Linked DNA regions of Astyanax mexicanus: region 2 is linked to region 1. Evidence: chromatin contacts called from public Hi-C data. All regions are on one chromosome and are shown on one strand. The core of a region is the stretch at or near the end of the contact, and the rest is flanking DNA. Distances in the headings are between cores, read along the strand shown. Region 1 holds the start of il11ra (interleukin 11 receptor, alpha). Region 2 overlaps il11ra (interleukin 11 receptor, alpha).

What was found. A called contact is a pair of places that touch in the nucleus more often than the background predicts.
Region 2: a contact with region 1 is called in a Hi-C map of blood, with 8 times the contacts expected there. The contact joins the enhancer-like site here to the promoter of il11ra in region 1. A contact is called at or near these places in 3 of 3 Hi-C or Micro-C datasets (blood and muscle).

The regions. Positions count from the first base shown.
Region 1 is chr20:24,577,680-24,584,862 of AstMex3_surface, reverse strand. il11ra (interleukin 11 receptor, alpha) reads right to left here and starts at 3,665. Exons shown (of 12, transcript XM_007260815.4): 1 at 3,563-3,665.
Region 2 is chr20:24,623,339-24,630,521 of AstMex3_surface, reverse strand. It overlaps il11ra (interleukin 11 receptor, alpha), which reads right to left. Exons shown (of 12, transcript XM_007260815.4): 5 at 6,869-6,983; 6 at 5,307-5,473; 7 at 3,601-3,764; 8 at 942-1,086. Among protein-coding and RNA genes, the nearest start is that of tmem267, 41 kb to the left of the region's middle. Within about 2 kb of position 2,806, the one cell type or tissue checked has an H3K27ac peak away from gene starts, as active enhancers do.

The DNA of each region.
Region 1 (7,183 bases), core at 2,416-4,915:
GGTTTATTAATTAAGCTGATAATATTATATCAGAAATCATTTCTTAAATGCAGTTTGACATGGCCATGCCCTAATAACTCACCATGAAAGTGGACATCAAAGGCCTCAACTGGGAGCCTCCAATTTTGCCTAATTACCCTGGTTTCCATTGGCAGAGCTTTGCAGTCTCTGACACTTTAAGCTCATAAACAATGGTCTAACGAAGCTGCACTCTTTCACAGTGACTCACCGCTGTCTCTGTCTATTATAATGGTTATTTCTTAGGACATCCATCACAAAACAAAAAAACAATTTCGAGGACACTGCACGCAAGTAATGAGTGGTGGTGATGTTATATAATGAAGTTTACAGTATTTCGCGAGCAGGGCTAATAAGGGATTGGGATTTTTCTTAAACAACATCAGTGCAGAAGTTTAAATCCCATCTTGGGCCTCCCGCAATTTTAATCTCGTTAGGTGCCCAGAACACAGCATGGCGTGGACTTGGCAGCAGAATCCGCTCATTCCTTTAAACGAAGCCCTTTTCTCCTGACAGAGCACCAGTTGAGTTTAATTTAAAACTGATTACAGCCACTCTCCGAAAAAGTGTGCTGAAAGTTGAGCTGGAAATGAGTGTTTTCAGTGCCTGAGAAATTGGACTTGGCAAGTCAGTAAACTGACAAGGATTCGGTTCTTAAAGCTCGGGACAGGAGCCAGAGGCTTCAGCAAAATAAACCACAAACGAAACTCCATCTTGTGGCAAATTAATTGGCAGGTAGGGTTCTCGCGTATTCAAAGTTTCTAAAAACCCAAAAGTCTTGTGTTTGCATTCCTCACCATGCAATGGTCCATGTATCTCCCACTTTAGAAAGGAGGAATGCACATCTGGATAAATGTTCCCCACATGTATATATTTTCCAATGACAGCTACTCTACGAGAACACCGAGAACATTTCTCAAGCGTGCTCAGAAAAGCCAAAGCAATATGAAAAATGGAGCAAATCTACAAACAAGCTGTAAAACCTTGGGGTTTTGCGACCCACAAATGAAACCCGCTGAGGCAAGGATTTTGTGAGCAACGTGAGCTTCGGCACAAAGGTTCTGACTGTTTCCAACACACTGAAAGTCCAAAAAAATCCAAAAGCTCTTCTACTGATTACACAAATTAAGCCCAAAAAGGTTCAAAACAATCCAGCTCTGTGCTTTCGCACAACAGTCAATAGTCTGGCTGTTGGCACTAAACCCCTATGCAGGTAAAGCATGAAAAAACAATGCACGGGAGACATAAACAAACCAGCCATGAGGGCACAGCTCTGGCTTCAGCCTACCCCTCAGAGACCACACAACGTCCAACACTGCTGCCCAACTATAGTGGAAAAAAAGGTACCAAACATATCATTACTACTACAGTATACATAAACACACACACACACACACACATATAGCAATGTACACAACACACAGCACTCAGTGCACTAAAATGTCCAAGGTCTTAGACAGCCATTAAAAAGGCTCATCTCAGCTGTAAGTGGGTTTCTACCAGCAAAATCACTGGAATAAATACAAACAAATAAGATAGACCTAGTTTCCCATCTCTATTTAGTACTAGTAGTATTTAGAAGTGTTTTCTCAACCATCATCCACCAAGAATCAACCCATCTTAGATTAATTCCACCAGCCTGATTTAATTCCACCAGTTGATTTATTCAGTAAAGGACAAATTAAAGACTAGAATAAATATATTAAACAAAAATGTATTGTTTATCAGAATGTATCCTTTTTTTTTAATCAATAGCCCTAACTGACCATAAACTAATTTACCAAAAGCATCTAAACATATTAAGAGTTAAGACCTTCTCAACTGGTAGTAAGATAAAATGTTTAATAAAATACTTTAAGAATTATATGGTGGAAAAAATGTATATATACATATATATATATGACCTCAAGACAAGACAGGACAAGACAGCCATATTCACCACACTTGTGCTGGAATGTGGCCTTTGCCTTGAACCCATCCATGTTCTCCTGTTCTACCATGTGTATACAGGATATACATATATATATATACATATATATATATATATATATATATATATATATATATATATATATATATACATATACACATTATACATTTTTCGAAAAGTAGTGATTTTACATCACTGTGTATATTCAAACATCTCCAAAACTCTCCTCATGATTATTAAGAGTTTTCATCACGTCTGGTTTGGTAAATAATGCACTAGGGGGCTACAAATTTACACATTTACAGAAAACATATCTGAGCATTTTGCACACTGTTTATTTGCTGCTTTAACATATTTGTAAATATATAAAAATGGTTAGTTTTATTTTTATTTTTTTTTGCAGTATGTACATTTTCAGTAAATAAAAAAAAATCCTGAACAAATCACAGAAAATGGTATCTGCATGAATGTTACATGGACAGACAGACAGACAGACAGACAGACAGATGTGCCCCAACTTATTGAACTTAGCTATCCAATTAAAACCTCCTTTATCAAACCTCAAAACTCAAAAGTGTTCACAAGGTTAGCTAATTATTCAAGTAAACAACATCATCATTTACTGTACATTAGACCCTTTCACAGCTTTCTTCCAATCAATATAAACTATTCATGTTCTTTCCATTAGTGAATGAGTGCCCTGAGAGATAGACAGACAGACAGACAGATAGACAAATAGATAGATAGATAAAAACATAGATAAACAAATACACAATTAACTGAACTCCCAAGTTATTGAACTTATTTAACACTAGACATTCAAGGAAACATTAGATCATTTCACAGCTTTCTTCCAATCAAAATAAATTAATATATTTCTCTCCATTAGTAATTGAGTGCCCTGAGATAGATAGATAGATAGATAGATAGATAGATAGATAGATAGATAGATAGATAGATAGATAGATAGACAATTGAATGGACTCCTAAATTATTAATTAAACTAATTTAACGCTAGATAATCCAAGGGAACTGTCCTTCAATTACACTTTCTCACATGATAAAACCTAGTTAATATTCACTAAGTATTAGATAATAGTTATAACTAACTAGTTAATTAACCTAGTTAGTTAGTTAGCTATTAGTTAACTAACTCACCTATGCTAGTTAACTAGTGAGTCAACGCTAGCTAACCTAGTTAGCTAGATTAGTTACCAAGCTAACAACCTTCTTATTTTAGCTAATGCTACATTAAACTCTTTCACAGCTTTCTTCCAAAGAATTTAAATTATTATACATTTAATTATTATTGTATTTTTGAGTGAATGAGCGCCTGCAGCAGACTCAGGGCTCTCCTACAGGTGATTAATCCCGAGTTTGAGCTGTCTCAGCCCTGGTTTAGCCCAGGTTTAGCCCTGTATGAAGGCGGTTTACGGAGCTCCGGGTATTTTTACTCTCAGAAAGCGATTTTTCCTGAGGGAACAGCGCGCCTGGAACTATTCCTCCGGGAAACCCAACTTTTCCTTCTCATTATCCGGTACTTTCGCTTCCAGCTCCCGGTAACCTTCAGCTGAAGAGTTCGGCTCTTATAAAAGCGTTTAAACGGGGTCTTACCTTATTTCTGTTCCAGTGTTATACAGGCATTTTCACTTGATTCCCCTCCATCGCTTTAGCTGGCAAACTTTAGCGCGTCGTAGTAACAGTTCGGGCTTAAGGGCACGAGCTGCCACAGCCTACCTGAGCTCCCATTGGAAGCGGCGCCTGTCAATCACTTAGACACGCCCCGCCCCGTTTCCTGTAGAGGGGCCGCAAAGGGACTGGATCCCAAACACGCTGCAGTAACCGGCCAAAAGTCTGTGGACACAGTTATTCTCCTGACTAAGACTCTTGTGGTTGAATACAAACAAATCACACCACTGATGTTAGGTGTCTGGTTCTGGATCACGGCCACCACTATAACTCATCACAGGTGTAGATGTTGGAAAGTTGCTGGGAGGATTTGATTGCATGTAAAGTTAAATGCTGATGTTGGTTGACTAGGTTGGTTGATTGCATTCAGGGACAAACACATAGGTTAGTTTAGGTGCAAATGCTTTACATTGCTGTGAGGAATTGATTGCATGTGAAATTAGGGACTGATGTTGGTTGACTAGATTTGGATCGCAACATTGCTGTGAGGATTTGATTGCATTCATGCACAAAAGCTCAAGTGAGATTCAGTTGTTGATGTTGAACATTGCTATTAGAGCTGCACGATATTGGAAATTTTTTAAATAGCAAATGTTTTTACATTAGTTTTTACATAGCATTTTTTCAGCAATATATATTGCGATATTAAACAATGCAGGGCTCATGACGCCACCAGCCCCGCCCCTACCTGCCTGCTGTCTCAGCGGAGTCAGTGCTGAGCATTTAAAACCCGAGGAAAACAGCAAAACAACACAAATCGGCCCTTTAATGGGGCACTTAAATGGCTTTTTAAAAGGTAAATAAGAGCATTTTTCTGGGATTAAAAACTTGAATTCAGCTGTAACTGGAAATATCTGTGCAAAACTGTGCTGGACTGTGCTGTGCGCACATCACAATGGTGATGCTTAAACGAGGTCAGGAATTGGTGTTGGACCACTCCAACTCATCCCAGTGGTGGATGTTGGAACATTGCTGTGACGATTTGTTTGAAATTGTTCAATTCAGTTGCTGATTTTGAGGATTTCATCATATGTGAGGTTAGTTGCTACTGTTGCTGTGAGAATTTCTTTGCATTGGAAATCAGTTACTATTAATGGATGACTAGTTCTCGATCACAAATGTCTGGCTCGCAGAAGTTCCCACTGCTTCAGAGCCCAATGGTAGAGGGTCTTTATATCCCTCATCAGACCCTTGCCCCTGAGCATGGTGATATTTGGCTCAAGTGCAGCTGGTCAGAGCATTCCATACATTAGAAACAGATTAAACTAAGAATCACCTTCAGAATGAAGCGTGAATGAGGTTTGAATCACATCTGGACAGTTCAACAACAAACAGCAGTTAGCTCGTCTCACCTTTGGCCTACATCGTGAAGTTCCCTCGTAATGAACATGTGGGTTCCAGATCATGCCAAGAGTAAGATGGCTAGAGAAGCCAGGTGTCTCTCCCATGTTGCTGGCTTGTTTACAGAAGTGGGTTTCTAGTCCTGGACCATTGCCCCAGACAGTTTAGTGTTTAGCCTGCTCTAATACCCTCATTGTAACTTCATGAAAGGCTTATTATAGGGCTGATGAGTTGGTTCAGGTGTGCTCAAGCAGTGAAAACCTTTAAATATGCAGGCGACTGGCAATACAGGGCCTAAATAGGAAAATACTGTTCTATCTTTGTCTCTAGAGCACATATCTATGACCTGTTTCCCATACAGTATAAGAGGCCCGGAAGACTTTTTACCACCTACATTGGACAGTAACTGTAATAGTTGGTAATGATGGTGACCAGCCACATCTGGCTAGAATGTTTGAATTGTCTGTGTCACAAATCACATCCACACACATTTCCCACAGTTCAATGCAGGAATCCTTAGTTTCTATGGGACATGGCAAAAGTCTTGGGATATGATCCAGTATTTTTTGGAATGTCAATGTAATACTTATCCACTACTGTGTGAATAATTGATAGTAATCAGTGAATAATACATATACATTTCAATAACTGAATAATAAGACAGTTTAAGCTGGATAAGTGCATGAATCTATTGTTACAGCTGAAGCAGTGTATAATACATTATTTCAGATCATCTTGTTTCTAGCATAGACATCTAATCTCAGGGTATTCTACTGAGGGAACCGGGGCATGCGGTTTACCTCTTCACAGTCAGCTCATGAATTTAAATGAGATTTGTGATAAAGTCAGTTCAGGTTCTCCTGGTATCTGAATAAGGATTAATGGAGGAAATGTTTTAGATTGTGGAGGCTTTGCATTATTTAAGGTAAGATGATTAAAGGCTGGGATTTTTAAAGCCAATAACTGATTTCAGGTGAACTGACTGGCAGCTGTACTTCAGTGCATGTGGGAACATGAAAACCATCTTTGTTGTTATTAGTAGTAGGTATTAGTAGTGTGTAGTAGTGGTGTATTGCCTTTGCATGATTTTAAAGAAATGCATCCATCCATCTTCTCATGCACACCCAAACATTTGTTCAGCCATAGAGTTGAAAACTGAAATGAGAAAACGTGTATGGACACAGGACACTACTACACACAACTCCTTACAGACAGTGACCAAAACTGTAAGCCTGCACTACTGGCCTTAGTACAAGTATAAGTATAAGTATAAGTTATTATTATTATAAGGAGTAGTTGTAGTATTGTAGTTGTATAGTAGCAGCATTAGGAGCAGTAGTTATGTAGTAGCAATAGTAGTAGTATGGTAGTTGTATAAAAGTAGTATTAGCAGCAATAATAGTAGTAGTATGGTAGTTGTATAATTATAGTAATAGTAGTAGTATGGTAGTTATATAGTGATAATAGTAAGGGAAGTAGTATGGTAGTTGTATAGTGATAGTAATGGTAGTAGTAACATATGTCTATAGTAGTAGTAGTAATAATAGTAGTAGTAGTATTATCAGTAATAATAGTTGTAGCAGTAGTATTAGCAGTGATAGTAGTAGTAGCAGCAGTAGTAGTGGTAGTATTAGTAGTAGATTTGCAGTAATAGTTGTAGGATGGTGGTGTTAGTAGTAGTATTAGCAGTAATAGTAGTAAGCTGGTGGTAGTAGTAGTAGGTTGGTAGTAGTAGTAGTATGCTAGTATTACAGTAGCAGCCATTGTAGTATTATGGTAGTAATATATTAGCAGCAGTAGTAGTATTAGCAATAGTAAAAGAAGCAGTAGTAGTATGTTCTAGTATAGTAATAGTAGTAACAGTTGTAGTATTTTGGTAGCATTATAGAAGCATCAGTAGTAGTATTAGCAATAGTAAATGACGCAGTAGTAGTATGGTTGTAGTATAGTAATAGTAGTAACCATTGTAGTATTTTGTTAACATTATAGCACCAGCAGTAGAAGTATTAGCAATAGTAGTAGAAGTACTGGTATTTTAGTATTATAGTAGTAGTAGTAACAGTAGTATTAGTATTTTGGTAGCATTATAGCAGCAGCAGTAATACTAGAATTGTAGTGCTTGTACTAGTAGTAATTGTAGTATAGTCGTAGTAGTATGTTGGTAACATTATAGCAGCAGTAGAATTAGTAATATGTAGTAGTAGT
Region 2 (7,183 bases), core at 1,557-4,056, 47 kb before region 1:
CCATGATATAAAACTGCCCAAACTCTGTACACAGTTCTCATAAAAAAAACACACTTCTTCTGTGCCAAACTTTTAATGAAAGTCGGTGTAAAAAAAAGTCAGTTTGGAACATTTCTATTCGTCCATAAATCATGAAACGTTGACACAATTCCAAATTAGGTAAAAAACTAAGATACAAGCATTTTTTGTGTTACAGTGGTGAAATGTTATGTGGGACATGGCTGCAGAAGCAGCAGGGTAGGGCTGGATGATACAGTCAAAAGTATACAATAATAAAATACATATAATACATTTTTTTTATTTGAGTTGATATCATTTAATTCTCATTTTAATATGAACAACATAAAAGCCACAGAAAAAAAACTGATCTCTGTACCTACAAAAAAAGGATTTGGCAATTCATGTAATGCGTTCTGTAATGAAATCAGTCAGTGATGGATGCTGAAAATAATGTACACTGAAATATATAATAATTTTTTTTTTTATTGTGGTACATACTGATAGTGAATTATTACCCAGCCTTACACAATGGAAATTGCACACCAATGTAGCTCAGACATGGTATAAACCACGACATCAACCAGAACTGTGCCACTTATCATCTGAGAAATGACTTATTGCTCATACCGAAACTACTGAACATGACCAACAGAGGGCGCCGCGTGGAATTAAAGCCTAGAAAAACAAACTGGCCATGATATGAGCCCAGAGAACCACACTGTAAGTGCATGCTGAGTGTTGTCTAAGTAAATGCTGATTGTGGGTGTCAATCAGTGTCGGGTGACTCAGTAAAGAAGCTGATATTTGAAGGGGAAGGAAACTCCAAATAATATCACAGTGTTTTCCCCTGTGGTTTCTCTCTCTCTCGCTCTCTCTGTCTCTGTGTGTGTGCACTAGTGTGAGTGTGTGTGCACTAGTGTGTGATCATGTGTGTGGCTCACCGCTCCAGGGTTGGGCCTGCACCACCTGACTCCACTCGCTCCACTGGCTGTAGTTAATTAAAGCATCCTGCGCTCGGACTCGGATGTGGTGCAGGTGGCTTTCCAGAGCGTCCATGATCTGCACACTGGTGTCCTCCGTCTCCAGCTGGTCACAAAAACAACCACACACACACACACACACACATGAACACACACACTTTTTTACTTTCTATGAAGACAGAGAGGCAGGCAAGGTTCCTCTATTGCTCCTGGCAAGTTTCTGAACTATAATAAAACCGATTCATAGTTCAACATGTTTTAACCATGTGTCTGGGGTTTTGCAGTATGCTAAAAAAGAGCATAATGAAGGCTTTCGAAAAAATTCCAATCTGAAAGATATGCTTTTAAAACATTTCAGTCTCTCGAGCCTATCTGTTTGCCCAGGAAAAGAAAAGTGCGTAGGGCCAAGAATACACTGCATGAGGCTGAAAATCTATACGCTGGGGAGCTGCTCACATTACAGCATTTCAATACCGAGTGTTTGACTTGGCAGCGGCGCTCCATCCAGCATCCAGCTCCAGCATCCAAACTCCTGTGTGACAAGATCTGTTCTCTATTTTGTGAGCTTTAATTCACAGCACTTCGGGAAGGCTTTAGGATGCCAGATCCAAAAAAACAAAGACTCGAATCTTAACTTTCAGCAGGAGTTTAGATTTCTTCCATTTCTTCAATCTTGTATTTATTCACACTGAAGGAGCTACAAGCTAAAAGTATGGAAGGAGGCAGTCATTTTGAAAGTTTTAAACGTTAAGTTGTTAAAGGAGACCCAATCCTATTTTTCTTTTGTACCCTAACCCCTTGTTTTTGAGTAAAATAAACTGATACAGATACAGATATAGGAGCGCTGAAGTTCAGCAGCCTAGCTGCAGGTTGACTACTTAACTTTAGGGCATAGTATGTCTTTAAAAAGGGAGCAGGTGGTGCAGCAATTAATTATTACTGTCAATTGGTTAATTCCTTTGTGATGGGGAGCTTTATAAAGTGACAGTTTAATTGAAAAGTTACTTTATTTTAGTAAATTCAGTTGAAAATGTAAAACCCTTATATTTCATAGATATATTAAACACAGAGTGATCTATTTTAAGCTTTTCTTCTGACAATCTTACAAGAATTCATGCTTGCCTCTGCTGGCAACTTTTATGAAGATGAAGATTTCATTTTCCAGCAAGACTTGGCACACTGCCACACTGCCAAAAGTACCAATTGGTCTTATATAATATTACATTTTTCTGAGACACAGATTTTTGGGTTTTTACTGGGTGTAATCTATAATCATCAACAATAAAAGACATAAACACTTAAAATAGTTCACTCTGTGTTTAATATATCCATTAGTTTCACAACTAGTTTTCAACTGAATTACTGAAAAAAATAACTTTTGAATGATATTCTAATTTTCTGAGATGCACGTATAGATTGAATTTTTCCATTCCATCTTAAATGCTGCAGCCAGATAAAAAATGCTGATAAAAATATGTAGTTTAATTTGAAACTTAATTTTACAAAGCTAGTGTTTGCATTCAAGAGAATTCCATGAAAGAAATTAATATGTTTTTAATTTTGCTTCTACAATAAAGCAACACATTATGGTAATAAACCAACACACACACACACACACACACACTCACACACAGACGGCTCTGAGAGAGTAAACATCTGGAGTTCTGATGAAAGGCCGAGCTGTCAGGGGCTGAGAGATAGCATCAGTGGCTCTGAACTGTGTGGAGCTCAGATGAAAGAGTGAAGAGGAGATAGAGAGAGAGAGAGAGAGAGAGAGAGAGAGAGAGGACTGGGGGAAGGGAGAGGAAAGCTGCAGGAACGCGACTCGGAGGCTACAGCACAGCACAGCAGAGCGGAGCTTGTGTGGTAAGACAGTGTGTGAGACAGAGATAAAGTGTAGGAAGAACTAAGCCAGGGCTGACTGTCTGTCTCTTCACTGACTTCATATAGGCATACTGTGTAAAACTGCTGTCCCAAAACCAGTCCAGGAGCTGCATTAGCCAGTAACACAACACAACAGAAACCTTGTGTGTAAACACAGCCCAAATGTTTACCTAAAACATTGTTGCATCCAACTTCTTAGGTAAATGGAACATCATTGGTGTAAGACCTTTTAAAGCAAACTCTCTAAATTTGGTACATTACTTAAATTAGCAGGTGTCTACAAACTTTTGGACATTTAATGCATATTTATTTCAGTGCTCTCACACAAAAACTTTATCTTTAATTGCAAATGGTAACAGTTTGTAGAATTTATCAGGGAAATCTAAAAGAATGCAAAGAGAAACTGCCAGATTTACAATATATCAAACAATAAAAAAGCATGAGTTTCAGTTTTATATTATGTATCACTTCAAAGTCAAAAGGATGTGTGTCAGCATTTTGACATTTAGTCCTCAGAAAAACAGGAAAGCAAGAGTTCAGTGGAGAACACGCAGTAAGCTAAAAACTACAAACCTCTCCCATCATTTTTATTATTTTTGTTTTTTTATTTTTAATGAACATTACTACAATGTCTTGTTTTGTGCCAGTTTTTGACCCAGTGGTTTCTTTACTGGTTGAATGTTTTCATTGACACTTAAGAAAATTATATATAAAGAGTCTTCAAACAGGAACTGACCTTGGACCAGTAGTTAGACCCCACTGGCTTGTACTGCAGCTCGAACTTCAGAGGTAAACCAGCCATAACAGGCCAGGACTGTGGGAAATTCCACTGCACCAGCAGTCGAGTGGATTCACCCGGCACTTCCAAAGCGGTCACTGCTTCGGGAGCATGGGGCTTCACTGTACACAGAGGAGGAGCAGAGTCAGGCAGACACACACAAACACACACACACACACACACACACACACACACACACAGCAAAGCAAAGTACACCAGCTTCAGATTTAGGTAACTAAACCCTCAGATTTTTGCTGACTCCACAGCTCAAACTTGAAAAAAAGCTAAAAAAAAAAAATGGGAGGGGTAGTTTGGTACGAACACTGGGTGATGTATGGGTTTAGAGATGGCGGAGCAGGAGGGAGAGCTGATTGGCTGAGCTGCAGCAGCAGCAGTTTGCCTCTAATTGCTGTGAGATTCAAATGATTGGAAGTCAGCAGGGGGGTGGTATTACTGATATAGTATTGACTGACATGATATGAGCTGCATACACTGTAAACCCAGAAGTTGTTTGAACTCAAACAAATTAAGTCTGTTTTACATAAAATTGGATATTTCTAAACAATACTCAACTATTTTGAGTTAGTTGAACATTCTTGGGCACATACACATTCAAACTGAGATCTCTGAGTTGAATCAACTTATAATAACTGAGTTTAGTCTGTTGCCATTAACAGCTTCTTTTCCATTGGCTTCTGTCACAATCGATTTGCATACTGGGTGTGTCCCCCAGTTTGTAGCACTCACCATCAGTGTGTAGTGATTCCCCCTGGGCTACCTTAGGTAAACTTGTAGATCATATATTACGATTAAATGCTTGGTCTCTGTGTTGTAGCTGTAGAACAAGCATCATTTACTGAGCTGCAGTAACTCTGTGTTCTCTCTGTGCTCTCAGTTCTTTTAATTCGTTACTATTTTCTTTCATCTACTTTTCTAAGAGTATTTTAAAAAATGTTGAATGAAACCGGAAAGAAGACTAAATACAAGTTCAGGAAAATATGAATTTTAAATATATATGTATATGTATTTGTTAAGTTCATTGTACTTTAAAATTATATTACATGAACTTAAAATTTATTAGGTAATCGGTTACAACAAAAGTTTTGAGTTTAGTCAACTTATCGGGTTTTACAGTGTACAATAAGCATATGTTGAGTAAAAACAACTCTAGGTAATCATTGCAATAAACTTAAACAAATAAGTGTGCAAAAGTTACATTAATTTACAATGTTAAGTTTCAGCTACACCACATTTTGAGTGTCAAGTACTTTTGGTTTGTCTGTTGAACTTAAAAATTAAAGTTTGTTTAACTCCATACAGTAATTACAAATTACTAAAAAAAATGAGTTTTCAAAACTTAATTCATTTGAGGCAACGAATTACCTCAAATGATTTGAGTAGACTTAACTTATTAGGGTTTACAGTGTATAGTGATGTGTCTGCGTACCGAAGTACATGGACACATCATCTAAAAGAGAAAATTACCAGAGTAAAAGCATTTTTTGACGATTAGAAAAGGTTTATAAAAATTTTAAGCAAGACTGGTACGTCTCATTACTTCTAACAAACACATTTCAGCTATTAATGGAAAAAATATAGTTTAGGGTCTAGTGGCTCTTTAAAGCACAAACAAAGGCTCACTTAACGCTTTCTGGCAGGCTTACTCGATTTTTGGACATCCACATAGATGATGGTGGAATTGGAGCCCAGCGGATTGACTTCTGTGATGTTCACCAGGCACTTGGGCTTCCAGAACTCATGATTGTTGATGGTGCACTCGTTGACATCCATAGACGTCTGCTTACAGTGCTGTGCCCTTTCATCATTCACACTGTGGTGCAGAATAGATAGATAAGTAATTAAAAGCAACAATTTATAAACACATTCAAGGGGAGAAATTTTACAAATATTCCTTATGACAGCATTTATTAATTAATGCATGGCTCTTGGGTGTAACGGTATGTGTATTCTTTACAAACCGTCACAGTACGAGGGTCACGGTTCGGTTTGCATAAATGCACACAGAATACACGGTACAGGCAGTTTAGCTTTGAGCACACAGGCTGAAAATGGCGACTGGAAGAGTGGAAAAGACACACAGGAGCAAGAAGACCTGCTGCTTTTAAATCAACTGTGTGGGAATACTGTGGGTTCCCTCTGAACTACAGCAGTAATATATTATATATATATATATATATATATATATATATATATATATATATATATATATATATATATAGTAGCATCCTTATTGAGCGGCATCATCCAGACCTACCAATAACCAGAACTAATAAAGTAACCTCAACCCAACTACTTATCCACACTGCTATTAAGCAGCCTCTAGATGTGAAATCAGACAGGTCCCAAGCCATTACTGAAGTACAGGGGTTGGACAGTGAAACTGACACCTGTCATTTTAGTGTGTGAGGTTTTTAATGGCTAAATTGGAGCATCCTGGTGGCCAATCTTCATTAATTGCACATTGCACCAGTAAGAGCAGAGTGTGAAGGTTCAGTTAGCAGGGTAAGAGCACAGTTTTGCTCAAAATATTGCAATGCACACAACATAATGGGTGACATAACAGAGTTCAAAAGAGGACAAATTGTTGGTGCACGTCTTGCTGGCTCATCTGTGACCAAGACTGCAAGTCTTTGTGATGCATCAAGAGCCACGGTATCCAGGATAATGTCAGCATACCACCAAGAAGGAGCAACCACATCCAACAGGATTAACTGTGGACGCTGTAAGAGGAAGCTGTCTGAAAGGGATGTTCGGGTGCTAACCCGGATTGTATCCAAAAAACATAAAACCACGGCTGCTCAAATCACGGCAGAATTCAATGTGCACCTCAACTCTCCTGTTTCCACCAGAACTGCCTGTCAAGACAATAAATTATTGTGGTCTTAAACCAGGTGCACATTGTTTTTTTTTTTTTTCATTTTTATTCAGTTTGCCTAATGTAAACTTGTATGAACATACAGAGAACTGTAAAAGAAAAAAATATTATAATGAAGTTCCATTGTTATTATGAAGTTAATAAAGGTGAGGCTATACAGAATGCCCAGCCTTTTTTATTTTTTCCACCAACCATACCGAAAACGTACTGAAATGTGAATTTTCTGTACCTTTACACCCATACCCAAAAGATGATGGTACTTCAGTCTAGGAAGCTATATAAGTTATACAAATGTAAGTTTATAGCTATTCACATGCCATGTGTTCCCACCTGTAAGTGGTGATGTAGTTGGTGGGCAGGTGAGTCGTCACCCTCTGCGTCCAAAAGCAGTGGATTATAAAGTGACTTGGCACTCGGCAGGAAACATTGAGATAACCGGGAGAGTCTGAAAGATACAAACAGGACACAATTCCTTCACACCGGGGGGAAAAACAAGCTCACACAAAAACAAGTACCATCCACATCACACAGCACTTACAGTGCCCTGGAACCCCTGAGGGGACGCTACACGAAGGTAAACATGAAACGCAGTGTACATTTAGATACGGGCGAGCTCGCCCTTCCGAACAGGAAGCTGGAGTTCTG